Regions from separate parts of the Mus musculus genome. Here region 2 is linked to region 1. Evidence: chromatin contacts called from public HiChIP or PLAC-seq data. All regions are on one chromosome and are shown on one strand. Each heading gives the region's core, a stretch centred on a gene start, on an enhancer-like site or on the middle of the called end of the contact. The rest is flanking DNA. Distances are from core to core; before and after follow the strand shown.

Region 1 (7,302 bases), core at 1,942-4,441:
TGCTTCCCAAGTGCTCTGGCCAAAGTTAATTTTTACAAAAATCATGTACACTGCATGTTTTTATCCCAAACCAGGCTGCTCAGGGTTTTTTGTTTATTTTTTCTTTCTTATGGGGCTAAAGATCTTTCATTTATGTTTATGTGCAAGCCGCTAAGGACCTATGTGCTGTTCTCTAAGCAGGGGAAGAAAGCACAGGCCCTGTAGGAATCATCTGAGGTCCCTTCGGCACCCGAGGACTCAGCGCTCCCCATCTGGTACTTGTCTGAGTAGAGTTGTCTGTCTGGTTCTGACAGCTAATCGCTAATCCAAACTAGAACTGACAGAAGATAGAGAAGGTTCTAGAAATTAGCTTATCTCATGGCATCCAAATGAGACCCCCTTTTCTGCTCCCCTCAGAGTAAAGAGGGACCATTGAAGGACATTGGTAATGACGAGGCCAGAACTGAAGCATCAACGCTTGTTCTCCCGAGATGGAGATGCCATACATAGCCTATGTGAGCCTGACATACAGGCTACCTGGCTGGAGATGCCGGACCCTTCTACTCTGGGGCTGGATGGCAGGCGATAGAACTGCTACCGCTCAGCCTTCAGAGTCTGCTGGAGCTGCTGAAGGCATGAAAACATTCTTTCTACCTCTTAAGTGTTGCTCAGTGCCAAGGTTTGTTTGCCAACTTAAGGGCCAACTCAGTGCCAAGTTATGGAAGTCCTGGAAAGGGGTCAGGGAATACTGTCCCAAGCAGACAGTTCAAGTGACAAATGCTCTTCTTACCACCCCCCTCGCCCGCCTTCCAGGAAGATTACGCAATAACAAAACCAAATCCCCTGCTTTCTACTTCCAGGCTCACCCCTTTCTTCACAAGGAGACAACACCACGGAGTAGCAGCTGTTCATAAAGTCTCTATTCAGCCCTGCTTGCTTGTCCTTGGTCCTGGGGTTCAGCTAATGAGCTCCCATAGAGCACAGGCCAGCAGGGGAGGCAGAGATCACAGAAGAAAAAGACTCAGCTTCCAGGTTTCCTGTGGACTGCAGAATGTGATGGAAACCCCGCAGTGTTTCTGGATGAGCGCTGTGGAACACAGCGGGGACTGTTCACTGTTGCTCTGGGTCAGGGCTGGCACGCAGGTTCCTGCCTGTGAGTTTTCCCCTCTGAAAGGGGCTCCAATGAGGGAAGCGAAGCATCACCCCTTGTCCCTTGAGTCTGTTCTCCCAAAGGCCTTTGTGTCAGAGTCAAGTCTAGAAACTTCAGAAGGAGACAAGTCAGCCATCCTGAGACTTTTGCAGCAGCCCTCAGCTCCTCTCTTCATTTGACTCCCAGGCCTGCCAGGTTATCCTGCCCACACCATGTCCAACATGGGTTTGGGATCTGTACCTATCAGATTCAACCAGAGAACTGGAACTGGCATCGGACACGTGTTACCAGATTACCGAGAACTGCCCGATGGAATACCGAGTCTGCACTCCGTGAGGCCCCTGCAAGTATGAGACATGAGCCGGGACAGTCAGTGTCCATGGGATGAACTTCCCCATGCAACCCCTCAGCTCTGCTCTTACGGCCTTCCAACTGGTTGATTCAGATGTGCCGTGAATCTAGACTGCTCCCTTAACTAAAATGTATAGGATTAGGGATATTTTTCCATGTGTATGTGTGTGCGTGCATATATGCACGTTTTCTTTCATGTGAGCATGATGTGTGTGCAGGTGTCCCTGCATTATGTGGGCTTTCATATGAAAGTCCAAAGTTGATGTGGAGGAATGTGACTTGATTTGAAGTAAGGTCTCTCACTGAACCCAGAGCTTGACATTCCTGGCTCAGCTAGCTAGCCAGCTTGTCCTGGGAACCCCGTCTCTGCTGCTCAAGTGCTGGTAGTATAGACAGCCATCTTACCTGCCTGGCTGTTTGTACTCATGTTATACCAAAAAGTGATTCATCCACTAATCTATCTTCTTAGTCACACACATAAAATATCTTCACTGCAGTCCCAGACTAGTGTTTCAGTAACTGCAGACTGTAACCTAGTCGAGCTAATGCATGAGACTCAGTGTCATCGGCCTGACTCTGTCCTGCATAGCTGTCCCCTCCCTTGGCTGGAGCCTCCACTCCGAATTGTAGCTAGAGCCTCTTCACTTGTCCCCTGCTTCTTCTCCTGTCCTCTCTGTCCCACCCACTGCCTCTAGCTGCTTTCACCTGAGCAGAGGGAACAGTTGCCAGGTAGAGGGCAAGCAATCAGCCAACGCTCAAATCCTTCGTGGTGGGCAGAACAGCAGTTCCCTGGAGATGCCTAAGTCCTGATCCATGGAGGCCATGGCTAGGTTACAGTCCCTAGTAAAAAGGACCTTTAAAGGGGTGCTTGCAGGCCAGTTTTAACTTAAGGCTGTCCTGGTTTGTTTAAGTGGCCCACTCTGATCGTACTAGTTCCCATGGAGCTGGGGAGACAACTCACAAGCCCGGTGACACAACTTCAATACCCAGAAGCCATATAAAGGTGGGCAGAGTGAAACAATTTTACAGTCCTCTGACCTCCACACACACTGTGGCATCCGTACCCCACCCCTCACCTGCCATGGAGGAGGAAAGTGGATTGCAGAAACCGATATGCTGACCTTGGATATGAAGGAAGAGGGCCAGAAGCCAGCAGCAAGGGGAAGGCAACCTGAGTCCTCTAAGCACTGTCCCCAAATGTCACTAGCAAGACAAAGAAGTAGAAGCCAGCTTCTGAAAGCCTGCTGAGAAGATCTTGAGAAAGTCTTCAAATCATCATATTTAGTAATCCCCGGAGATGTTCTCCTCAAGTTCCCCCTTAACAGTCAAGAGGTTTTTCCTTATGTTTTTTTAATACAGAAATTCTAATAAAGCCACTGGAGAATGTGAGTGACATCACATTCTCAGATTAGACTTTTCTACACTGTATTAGGAAATGTCATCCTAGATGACTTTGGAATTGGTTAAGAATCTTCTAGTAAGAGATGCAGTCATATCAACGGCTTCATGTTGTCCCCTGAGGCCATGCTGGACTACTAGTCTGCAGAATGACAGCAAGCTTTCGTTGTGTCAGTCACAGCCTTGTGGTGACTTGCTGTGGTAGCTTCAGAAAACACACAGCACCCCAGGGGCTTACCAGTAAATGCAGAATGGAGACCCAGCTCCCTCCAGTCCCTCCTCACTCTGAATTCCACAGTGCTTTCCTAGCAGCCCCACCCCCACCCCACCTCGTCCCTCCCCCTGGCTCCACCCCACTGCAGCCACACTAGGAGGAAGTGACATCAATGTGGTCAATGTGCCGATCAGGAGTCAAGACAGTAGCTCTTTAATGTAGCATCAACGTTAATGCAACTCTCTGTGACAACAAACATAAAATATTGAGAGAAGAACGAGATCCAGCCGCAGGACTGGCTCGGCTTGCCTTCTTTGCCACCTCTCTCGGCTTGTCGTCTTTGCCAACTCCTGTAGTTTGTAGTTCGGGTTTCCAGCTTTGCCCTCAGATCTCTACAAGGCTTTCTTTCTCGCTGACTTCATCACAGTTTTATTGTAGTTACTCTTTTCCTCTCCTTTCTTTTCCTTTCCTTTCCTTTCCTTTTTCTTTTTTATATTGAATCTTTCTATTGTGGCCCAGGCTGGCCTCAACTTTCCATCCCCCTGCCTCTGACTTCTGAGTGCTGGGATGATAGGCGCACCCCATCGCACCCAGCCTCAGCTACTTACTGGACCTTTTCTGACCATTTGCTTAAAATCATAGTGGCCCTCACCAGCGTCCTGTCACTTACTGTTTTTCCAGAAGGATGAACATGCCTAATTTATTATTTCATTTATTCACTGCTGTTTCCAGAAATGTCACCTAAAAATCATGCAACACGCGCAATGGTTCAGAAAGTATGTGTGGAAGGAAGAAGGGAGGGAGGGAGGGAGGGAGGGAATAGAAAAAAAGAGCTGAATGTAAAGCAAGAGTACTTTGTCAAGGCGTGTATGTGCATGTGTGCGCGTCTACATATGTGCTTATGAGTGTGTGAGAATGTGTGTGTGTGATTATGTGCACATTCCTGTATGTGAGTGTGTGTAAATATGTGAGTGTATGTGTGTGTGTATGTGAGTGTGTGTGTGTACCTGGATGTGAGTATCTGTTATGTGTGTGTGAATGTGTATGTACTGTGTGAGCATGTAAGTGTATGTGAATGTATATATGTGTATGTGAGTGTCTATATGAGTGTGTGTGTGAGTGCATGTTGGGGGGGGGTAGGGAGGACTTTCTCACTGCATTACTTGAAGGCAGAACTCCCTGAAGAACAGCAGTAAATTTTAGTTTGCTTGCAGAAACATTAATTTATGAGCGAGCTCCGTTTTGTCTCCTCCCTGGGGGGTAGTAAGCACCGGGAGCCAGCGTGTTCTCTTAGATTAACCGGCAGATGTGGACTGGTTCAGTGTTTTCTTTTCTAGGAATTAGCTAAATGCTGTTCCCACTGAAGCGCCAGGAAAGTTTGACTACCTTGTGACTTGTCTCAGATCCGGGGAGACCCAGTCCTTGCAATGTTGGCTTTGCTAATGCCCAGAGATTATATTCTATTCAAGCTGTCTCTCAACCCTGAAAACTAAAAACTCAACTTTGATATTCTCTCTCTCTCTCTTTTATCTATTTTTCTCACTCTCTCCCTTTCTCCCTCCCTCTTAATGAGAAAATTTTAGCAAAGACACTATTTAAAAGTCAGTGATATTTTGTATCATAGAAAATCTTGTTCCTCCTACTTAGAAGAGGTAGTGAGACTGTATTCTTTTTTTTTTTTTTAAGATTTATTTATTTATTATATGTAAGTACACTGTAGCTGTCTTCAGACACGCCAGAAGAGGGCGTCAGATCTCATTACAGATGGTTGTGAGCCACCATGTGGTTGCTGGGATTTGAACTCTGGACCTTCGGATGAGCAGTCGGGTGCTCTTACCCACTGAGCCATCTCACCAGCCCCCGAGACTGTATTCTTGTGAGAGGTCATTGAATAAACAAAAGTTTCTAAGCAGACTCAGAAAACCCCAGATTATGCAGTGTTCCTCCTGGTGTTAAAAAGCCCGTCTCTAAGACTTCAGTTACATAGAAGGGAAAGGGTTCCAACTGTGAGTATCTTGGATCAGATGGGGGGGGGGGGCTCAGGGGAGAGGGCGGGGGGGGGGGGATGACAGAAAGGTGGAGAAAATGGATGACCAGGAGTAGAGTTGTACTGGCTGGGTTTGTGTGTCAACTTGACACAAGCTGGAATTATAACAGAAAGAAGCTGGGAGGAAATGCCTCCATGAGATCCAGCTGTAAGGCATTTTCTCAATTAGTGATCAAGGGTGAGAGGGCCCATTGTAGGAGGTGCCATCCCTGGGCTGGCAGTCTTGGGTTCTATAAGAAAGCAAGCTGAGCAAACCAAGGGAAGCAAGCAAGCCAGTAAGTAACATCCCTCCACGGGCTCTGCATCAGCTCCTGCCTCCAAGTTTCTTCCCTGTGTGAGTTCCTGTCCTGATGTGACTTCCTTTGGTGATGAACAGCAATGTGGAAAGTGTAAGCTGAATAAACCCTTTCCTCCCCAACTTGCTTCTTGGCCAGGATCATTTGTGCAGAGTACAAACCCTGACTAAGACAATAGTGAATGGGGATGATAGTAGTTTCTACATCGTGATTAAGATTAATGTACCACGGTCATGACAGATGTCAACATTAAGGGACACTCAGAATTCTCATTCTTGCTGCAGCTTTGTGCAGGCTTAAAATTATTGTAGAGTAAAAACGTAAAGCTGAGCTGGAGAGGTGGCTCAGCAGTTAAAAACATTGGCTGTTCTGCCGAGGGTCCTGGTCCATTCCCAGCACCCACGTGGCAGCTCCCAACTGTCTGTAACTCCAGTTATGGGTCATCCCAAGTTCTCTTTACCACAGCATCTGAGGCCACCAGGCATGAACAGGGTACACGTACATGCAGGCAAAAGTTCATATGGATAAAATAAAAATAAGTAAATCACTAAGAAAAAAAATTTAAGCTAAAAAAAATAGACTTCGATTCCCAGTGGAGAAGAAAGTAGAAACAGCAAGTATCACATGGGTCAGGAAAACTGGGGTCAGCTTGGAAGCCTCACATCCATGCTTGCTATTTTTAGCTGTGCAGTGCTGGCCGGGACACTCACTTCTCTGAGTCCCACTTCCCTGTGAATCCATGGTGCCATCTGGGAGGCAAACCAGGACACTGCTGATGTTGCCATGGGTAATGAGCGGGGATGGCAGTACAGACAGAAGGGGAGCCAATACTGTCCCTGAGCACTGGATCCCTAATGGACTAAGCTCAGCTCTCAGCATGTGATTGGTACCTTTAAAATAAAAGAGTGTGTGCACATGTGTGTGCACATATGTGTATTAGCGTGTGTGTATGAGTGTATGTGATGTGTGTGTGCACATGTACATGAATGTGTATATGAGTGTGTGTGTACATGTATGCAATATGTGTAAAAGTGTGTGAGAGTATGCACGTGTGTGTGCACATATGTGTATTAGCGTGTATGTATGAGTGTATGTGATTGTGTGTACATGTGTGTGTGCACATGTACATGAATGTGTATATGAGTGTGTGTGTACATGTATGCAATATGTGTATAAGTGTGTGAGAGTGTGCACGTGTGTGTAAAGGTCAGAGGTGATGCTAGGTAAATATCTTTATCTTCCTCCACTGAGCTCCACATTGTTTTTTGAGATAGTCTTTTATTGAACCTGGTTCTCACCAAATCATCTAGTGTCGTACTTCCTCCAGCAAGCCCAAATCCACCTAGACAGCACCAGCCCCTGGGACCCAGTGTTCAAACCTCTGAGCCTTTGGGAGCTGTCTCATCCCACCACCACAGTCTTCAATAGTTGCAACAAAGAAGGTTTCACCGGTGGACAGGTTTTATCTAGCCATTCCTATATTAAGCGGCACTGGCTAATTGCAATTTTGTTCCACTAACAGAAAGTTACATAGAGTGCTGGTGACGCAGGCCAGTGGCAGAGTGCTGTGTAGCAGGAACAGAGCTTCATGCTCGATCTCTAGCACCGGTACAAAAAAGAAAATGACTCTGAGGTGTGAACTCTGTAAATTATCACTAATTCTTAACAGTGTTTCCGATATGAGCAGTGTTAATAGTGGGGCTAAAGATGCGATTACGTAATTGAAAGCTTACTATATGGGTTAGGTTTACCCCAAAAGGTAAATACAACATTTCAAACTTCCATCAAGCCTAGATAGTCATACGTTTAAAACACGCTTAGCTTTGCTAACTTTTCTGTTGCTGTGATGAAATATCCCGAGAAAAGC
Region 2 (7,302 bases), core at 1,757-4,256, 71 kb after region 1:
GTTGAGAGCAGTGACGGCTCTTCCAGAGGTCCTGAGTTCAAATCCCAGCAACCACACGGTGGCTCACAACCATATGTAATGGGATTCGATGCCCTCTTCTGGTGTGTCTGAAGATAGAGACCATCTACTCACATACATTAAATAAATAAATAAATCTTTAAAAAAAAAAAGAAAGAAAGACTCTTAACTCCAGCTGGGGACACACAGTGATATATGCTAGCCAAGTGCTCAGCCTCTGAGCTGTACCCCTATACACTCTTAACTTGGAAGAGTGACAGCCGAGCCTTTACTCAGCAACCTCACCTCCACCCCAGGAGTCTAGAACACTAAGCCTGGGGAGGTCCTGCACACCTATGATCCCAGCACTCTGTCTCCAGCATGGCCAAACCTCCCAGCTCATGGACAGTTGAAGGTTCTATGACACGCAAGTGAACAGTTTCAGACGCTGTGGGAACTGTTTGGATCGTGTGCCTGCTCGTTCTTTATGTACAGAACGGTTGTACGCATTTTCACTGTCAAGCATCATCCAGAGGAACCCATCCTCCTTACCTCTGACTTGTTAGAAGTCAGACTGCTGACTCTCAAGCCAGTCCAAGGAGCCAAATAACCCATTTGAGTGGCCAGGTCTTGATTAATGACTGTCAGTTTCCCTAACTTTTGTCCTAGATAGCGAGTGAGGGCCAACCAAGTAAAACTGTCTCTGCACCCCTAACCAGTCTTGTAGGTTGCCTGCCTAATGTTTCCTTTGCCAAAAGCCTGCACCAGGCCACACCCAATGCCTCTTTCTGCACCTTCACACTTTCCCCTGCCTCTGTCAGCCAGGGAGTCTCTACCCAAATGAAAATGATGCTGGCAGACCCTTGACACCGCAGCTCTCAATAAACTGTCTCATTTTGCTTTCATTTATGTCCACAGAATTTAATATGACAAAATATATGAAGTATCTAATATACAGAGTAACTATCATACCTCAGAAAATTTGAATTGTTAAAGCAAATACATCTATGGGGCCTTCAAAGACTGAGCCGTTCCTGACTGAAAGGTACACTTCTAGCTGACATGGTGGCTCATACCTGCCATCCTAGGACTCAGGAGGATCTTGAGAAAAGAAAAGTATATACTCACTTCCCTGGATCAGGGAAATAGCAAGAGATGCTGACTTACAAAGCCAGCTGTGTGTGGTTTCTGCAGTGACATGCCTAGCTTGAAAACAGCTCAACACTTCACTGCATGAGAAGAGACAGTACACGGACGGGGCTCATACTTACTGTTCGGAACTGTGACCTCTTCATGATTTGAGAATCGGAAGAGTCGAGAGTCTCATGAGAGGCTGTAAGGAGAAAACACTCACGCTGTAATATGACTAAGGTAAGTTGTCCATCAAAGATACATAAATCTTAGTGTGTAAATAAGATGGAGAGTCATAAGAGAAGAAGGTATCCTAAGCCAATGAGAGAGAGAGAGAGAGAGAGAGAGAGAGAGAGAGAGAGAGAGAGAGAGAGAGAGAGAGAAACAGTTCAGTTGGTAGGCTGGGGAGATGGCTCAATGAGTGAAGTGCTTGCTATAAACAGAGTTCTGATCCCCGGGACCCAGAGCTGGACTTGGGTCTGCAACACCTTAACACTAGGAGGGGGCTGAGACAGGTGGATACCAAGAATTACTGGCCAGCCAGCCTAGCAGAAATGGCAAGCTACAGGTTCAGCAAGAGACACTGTCTCAAAAATAATGTGGAGCAATAGAAGACACCAGTATTGACCTCTAGCCTCCATATGCCTTCAACACACACACACACACACACACACACACACACACACACACACACACACACACGAGTACACTACACAAAAATGTATGTGGTGCGCACACACTTAAGACACAAAGACCAAAACCAAAAGCGGTTCGTGGTTTATCCACACATGACAGTCTCTCTGATGCCCCTCTCCATGCTTCTTTAAAAAAAGAAATGATGGTCCTCCATCATTTCTGCCTGGGACTTCTAAGAAATACACAGAACATCTGCTTCTGTTTCTATCAGGTTTCTTGAAAACTGACTTAGAAGTTACAGGTATCAGGAAGTAACTAACAGTGCTTTTTGTCTGTGCGTCCAAGATATTTTTTTTTTCAAATAAACTCAAAACTCAGATTTAACTTTTGAGACAGGGGGTCTGACGGAGCCCAGGCTAGTCTTGAACTGGCTATGTTGCAAACGGGGACATGGCCCTTCTGCCTCTGCTTCTTTTTTTTTTTTTTTTTTTTAAAGATTTATTTATTATATGTAAGTACACTGTAGCTGTCTTCAGACACACCAGAAGGGGGAGTCAGATCTTGTTACGGATGGTTGTGAGCCACCATGTGGTTGCTGGGATTTGAACTCTGGACCTTCGGAAGAGCAGTCGGGTGCTCTTACCCACTGAGCCATCTCACCAGCCCTCTGCCTCTGCTTCTTAAGTGCTGGAATTTTAGGTGTGAGCCAGTACACCAAACTCAATAACAGAAAACTTAGTATAAGTGTTAAGACCTCAACTCTGCTTTCCCATAGATGGCAAGGCCATCCGGAAGAACGTCCCGCACATCCCCCGTTAACCTCAGCAGAGCCGTGGATACAATCCAACTGCGTATATAGGTCCAGAAAAATCTGCTTAAGAAAGGTAGAACAGATGGCTGGGTGACATCTAGTTGGAGCTAGAATGGAAGCCCCAACTATAACGGCAGAGGATGCTTGACCCACATTCACCTTCCATGGCCACCACTCTCCACGGGGCAGAACCGCCAGTAACGGCACGGCACGAACCCATCTCCTAACTACCCAAGCCCAGCGCTCTCAGCTCCAAGCTGGTCCCTTGACACCAGACCCACTTGAGCATCACCTGCAAAGTCTGTGACCAGGAGCAACAGCACCAGTCTCAGCATCACTAAAGCTCTTCTTCCTGCTCTGCTGGGAGAGCTCTCCTGTGCAGCGAACAGAGCAGTGGTCAAGTAGCCACCCGCTGGCACCGCGCGGGAGTGCGAAGGGGGAGGGGCGAGGGGCGGGCTAGAGGCTAGTCCGAAGAAGGGAGCGAGGAAGAGGAACGGAAGTTGCAGGAGAAGGAAGAGATGGGAAAGAAGAAGAAGAGGGAGGGTTGGCCAGGGAAAAAGGGAGGCATACACAAACACACGCGCACACCCGCACACACACACACACACATACATACAAGCCTTCCAGATTTCTAAGGTTTTTTTTGTAAACCTCTCTACAAAGTTCACAAAAGTGAACCATGCCCCCAACCTTTCACACAACCCTCACACAGTACCACGCCTGAACTCTCTACAAACCCCATGCATATCCCCACCGGATCCCGCCACACATCCACCACCTAAACACTCAACACACAAGCACAAGACACCCTGCTCACACAACCCAACCCCTCCAGACACCCCTCACGCCTTTTCCTCCCCTCAAGTGCTTCAAACACCCTAGCCTAACCCATCTCGACCATACTCTACCACAGCCTAACTCTTCCTCAAAAGTCACACGTGCCTCCACCGCACAGCCCCTCTTTCTTTCACATACCCCAAACACATCCTTTCGACACTCCAGATAACCCACATCTTACATACCCACAGACTACACAACCCAGCACCCCTCCTCCACACACCCCAAATGACCCCTTCCACACTTTCAAACCACCAAACACCTCTTCCCCCGACAGACTCCATACCCACTAGACAATTTGACATCCCTTCACCCTCCACATGTGCACAACCATCCACTTTCCAAGCACCCACCTCACCCCTTCCACCTACCCCACACATATGATGACCACAACCAGAACCCCTTCTTCACCACCCTTCCACACACTTCAAACACATCACCACCACCCCAACCCTCCAGCCCCTCACATATTCCACAACCACCCCACCACAAAACTACCACCTACCTCAGGATCCACCACTCCAAACTTCCATATCCCGACGCATAGCCTATGCCGGGTTGAGTAGCTATTTCTATGCACTTGTCCACACAAAAACTCCCACAGCTAAACAAGCTACCTCTCCACCCCACACATACTCTCTACACTCTCCACACCCAATTACCATAAAATCCACCATCCCTCCACCACATTCCCCAAGTGACCCCCACCCTTTCAGCCTACCAAATACACAACCCAGTACTCCTTCACTTCTCCACACATCAAACACACATTCCCACCCACCTTCTAAATGCACACACACACTCACTCACTCACACTCACTCTCAAACATACTCATGTATATATACACACACATCATACACACTCACATACACATACATGCACACTCACACATTCTCACACACTCACACACACACATACACTCTCACACAGAATCTCACACCCATACCCACTCACCCACATATACACACTCACATGTAATGTCAGAACTCAGGAGGCAGAAGCAGGTGGATCTCTGAGTTCAAGGCCAGCCTGGTCTACATACAGATTGAGTTCTAGGACAATGAGAGTTGCACAGAGAAACCCTGTTTCAAAAAAGAAAAAAAAAAAAAGGTACCCCTCCCCACATACACCTCACAATACAGCACCCCTCTACCCCTCCACAAACCCCAAACACAATCCTCAGAGCCTCTCATGACCATACACCCTCAAATAGACCCACCCTTCCCCTCCTCTACATCCCACATAAAGTTCTACTACTACTCCGAACGCTCCAGCAGATCCGACCACACCGCCCCATTCCCTAGCCTTCCACACATCCCACACATCCCCACAGCCCTTCCAGTGCCACAAACACTCTAGCCCTCAACACACTGTCAGCTTCCTCCACACGACTCTCCACACACCTCATTCTTGGCCATCATCAAAATTGTACACACCCCACCCTACCCCTGTCCTCCTGTGCACACACATGCACACCACCAGCCCGTCCCTGAAAGACCCGGTATCTGCACACTTCACACAAACCCCACACCCCAAACACGTCTCCAGCCCTCTGAACACCCCACTCCTCCGTAAACCCCACAACTAGCACATGTTCCACATGTTGCCATCAGCCAAAATCAATCCCAACATCTATTTTGAGAGGCTATGTCAAAACCCTCAGAAAAGGCCAGGTGTTACCACACAAAGTTCACCCCAGTTCTCAGGAGGCAGCAGCAGACAGATCTCTTGTCAGTTCCATAGCCAGTCTGGTCTCTAATTCCAGATAAGCCAAGGCTACATAGTGAGACCCCATCTCAAATGACAGCAACAATGATAACAGAAAGGAACCTCAAGAGGCCAGATTGAGTAGCACACGTCTGTAATCACCACACTTGGGAGGTAGAGGCAGGAGCTCATGAGTTTAGGTCAACCTCAGCGACATAGCAAATTTGAGGCCTGACTGAGCCACTCGACAGCTGGTCTCAGAACACACACACCAACGAGCAAGAGCTCTGAAGTGTACTACAGGAAACGAAGATCTAACGTTAAGTCACCCAGAAGGAAAGTTTGGGCCACAAAATAAAACCACCCGAAGCCAGCATCTCTTTGAGTTGCAGACACCAGGGTGTTACTACAGGTTCAATGCCAGCCTGGTCTATAGCGCCAGTTTTAAGCTAACCAGAGCTACATTGTAGGAACCTGGTGAGTAGAGGTGTTCACTTAAGCAAAATGGTTTCTAGAGAAAGAACCTTAGCCTCTGGCTGTGTGTGTGTGTGTGTGTGTGTGTGTGTGTGTGTGTGTGTGTCATGTGACATGCATGGCTGTGTATTCTGCCTACAAACACTCATTTGGCAAGTTAATCCACAGACTGGAGATCACAGCCCCATTGGTCCCCCATACTCCACACCCGTAATCGGGTAACAATGTGAACACTGGGACACAGGACAGAACTCAGGCACGGCCACATCCACTGGAAACAGCAAGAGTCGTGAAACCAGCACAGCTGTTTGGCACAGTCTCATCCTAGCTGACCTCTCCGTGCCTTCCAAATCAGTACCGTTTGGGTAACTCATATGTTACCAAACTCAGCAGCCAGCACAAGATACAGCCTTGGCCATGTATTAAGCACACCTACTGTGTGCTGGCTCACTGGAAACACTGTCCAGAAGATGTCACCCTAACAGTGCTGGTCTCTACTTAACCACCACCAATTCCCCCAGTTCTAGCTAAGCAGCACCAATCGTCCCCGTAAGACAGAGGTTTTGCTTTAGTGCCTCTGGTCCTCTTGTTAATCACAGCCAGTTCTTCATAATCAGCTGACCAGACACCACCCATTCTTCTCACAAAGGGCCCAGTAAAGTCTTTGTTTCCTTCCGAAATCTCACAAGCCAGGTCTCCATCTACACAGCTCTCAACATTCTTATCTTCTACGTTCATACAGGACAGCCACTGAGCTCTCAACACCCAGTGGCTTTCTAGGCCAAAGGTTCAAAGTCCTTCTACGATCCTCCAAAAAACATGGTCAGATCTGTCACACCCATACCCCACTACTCTGGTACCAACCTGTCTTAGGGTTTCTATTGCTGTGATGAAACACCATGACTAAAAACCAAGTTGGGGCGGGGGGAGTGTTTCGTTGGCTCACACTTTCATATCACTGTTCATCTTTGAAGGAAGGCAGGACAGGAACTCACAGGGCAGGAACCTGGAGGCAGGAGCTGATGCAGAGGCCATAGAGGAGAGCTGCTCACTGGCTTGCTCCCCATGGCTTGCTCAGCCGGATTTCTTACAGAGCCTAGGACTGCCAACCCAGGACCACCACCACACACAATGGGCTGGGCCATCCTGCTTCAATCACTCATTAAGAGAATGTCCTACAGCTGGATCTTATGGAGGCATTTTCTCAACTGAGGCTCCTTCCTTTCAGATGACTCTAGCTTGTATCAAGTTGATATAAAACTATCCAGCACACCCTATGTCATATGCCCTCTCAAATTCTCGTGCTTATGCCAAGATCTTGTTCTATAGCCCAGGACTTGGGATCTCTTTCAAATTCTTAGGTTGGAACAGAGTGTGGTGGCTCATGCCTATAATCCCAACACTTGGAAAACTGAGGAAAGAGAATTGAGGCCAGCCTGGAGAGCGTAGTAAATACCAGGCTAGCCTGGTCTACAGAACGATACCTCTTTCTTTCTTTCTTTCTTTCTTTCTTTCTTTCTTTCTTTCTTTCTGTCTGTCTGTCTGTCTGTCTGTCTGTCTTTCTTTCTTTTATTTGCAACTCTTTATAATGAAATATATATTTCCAGAATATTTTATCATGGAATATGGTAAAAACACACCTTTAATCCCATCACTTCAGGAGGGAGAGGCAGGCAAATCTCTGTAAGCTCGAGACCAGCAGGGCCTT

Evidence for each region. HiChIP or PLAC-seq counts read pairs in DNA pulled down with a chosen protein or histone mark.
Region 2: a contact with region 1 is called in an H3K4me3 HiChIP or PLAC-seq map of bone marrow-derived macrophages, with 5 times the contacts expected there. The contact joins the promoter of Spink2 here to the promoter of Chaer1 in region 1. A contact is called at or near these places in 3 of 115 datasets of contacts at active chromatin or transcription factors (CD8 T cells, bone marrow-derived macrophages and embryonic stem cells) and 1 of 9 other capture datasets (liver).

What each region holds. Positions count from the first base shown.
Region 1 is chr5:77,137,114-77,144,415 of GRCm38.p6, forward strand. Chaer1 (a long non-coding RNA gene) reads right to left here and starts at 3,192. Exons shown (of 2, transcript XR_880410.2): 1 at 3,117-3,192; 2 at 1-1,470.
Region 2 is chr5:77,208,465-77,215,766 of GRCm38.p6, forward strand. Spink2 (serine peptidase inhibitor, Kazal type 2) reads right to left here and starts at 3,007. Exons shown (of 4, transcript NM_183284.3): 1 at 2,868-3,007; 2 at 1,269-1,330. The coding sequence starts at 2,910.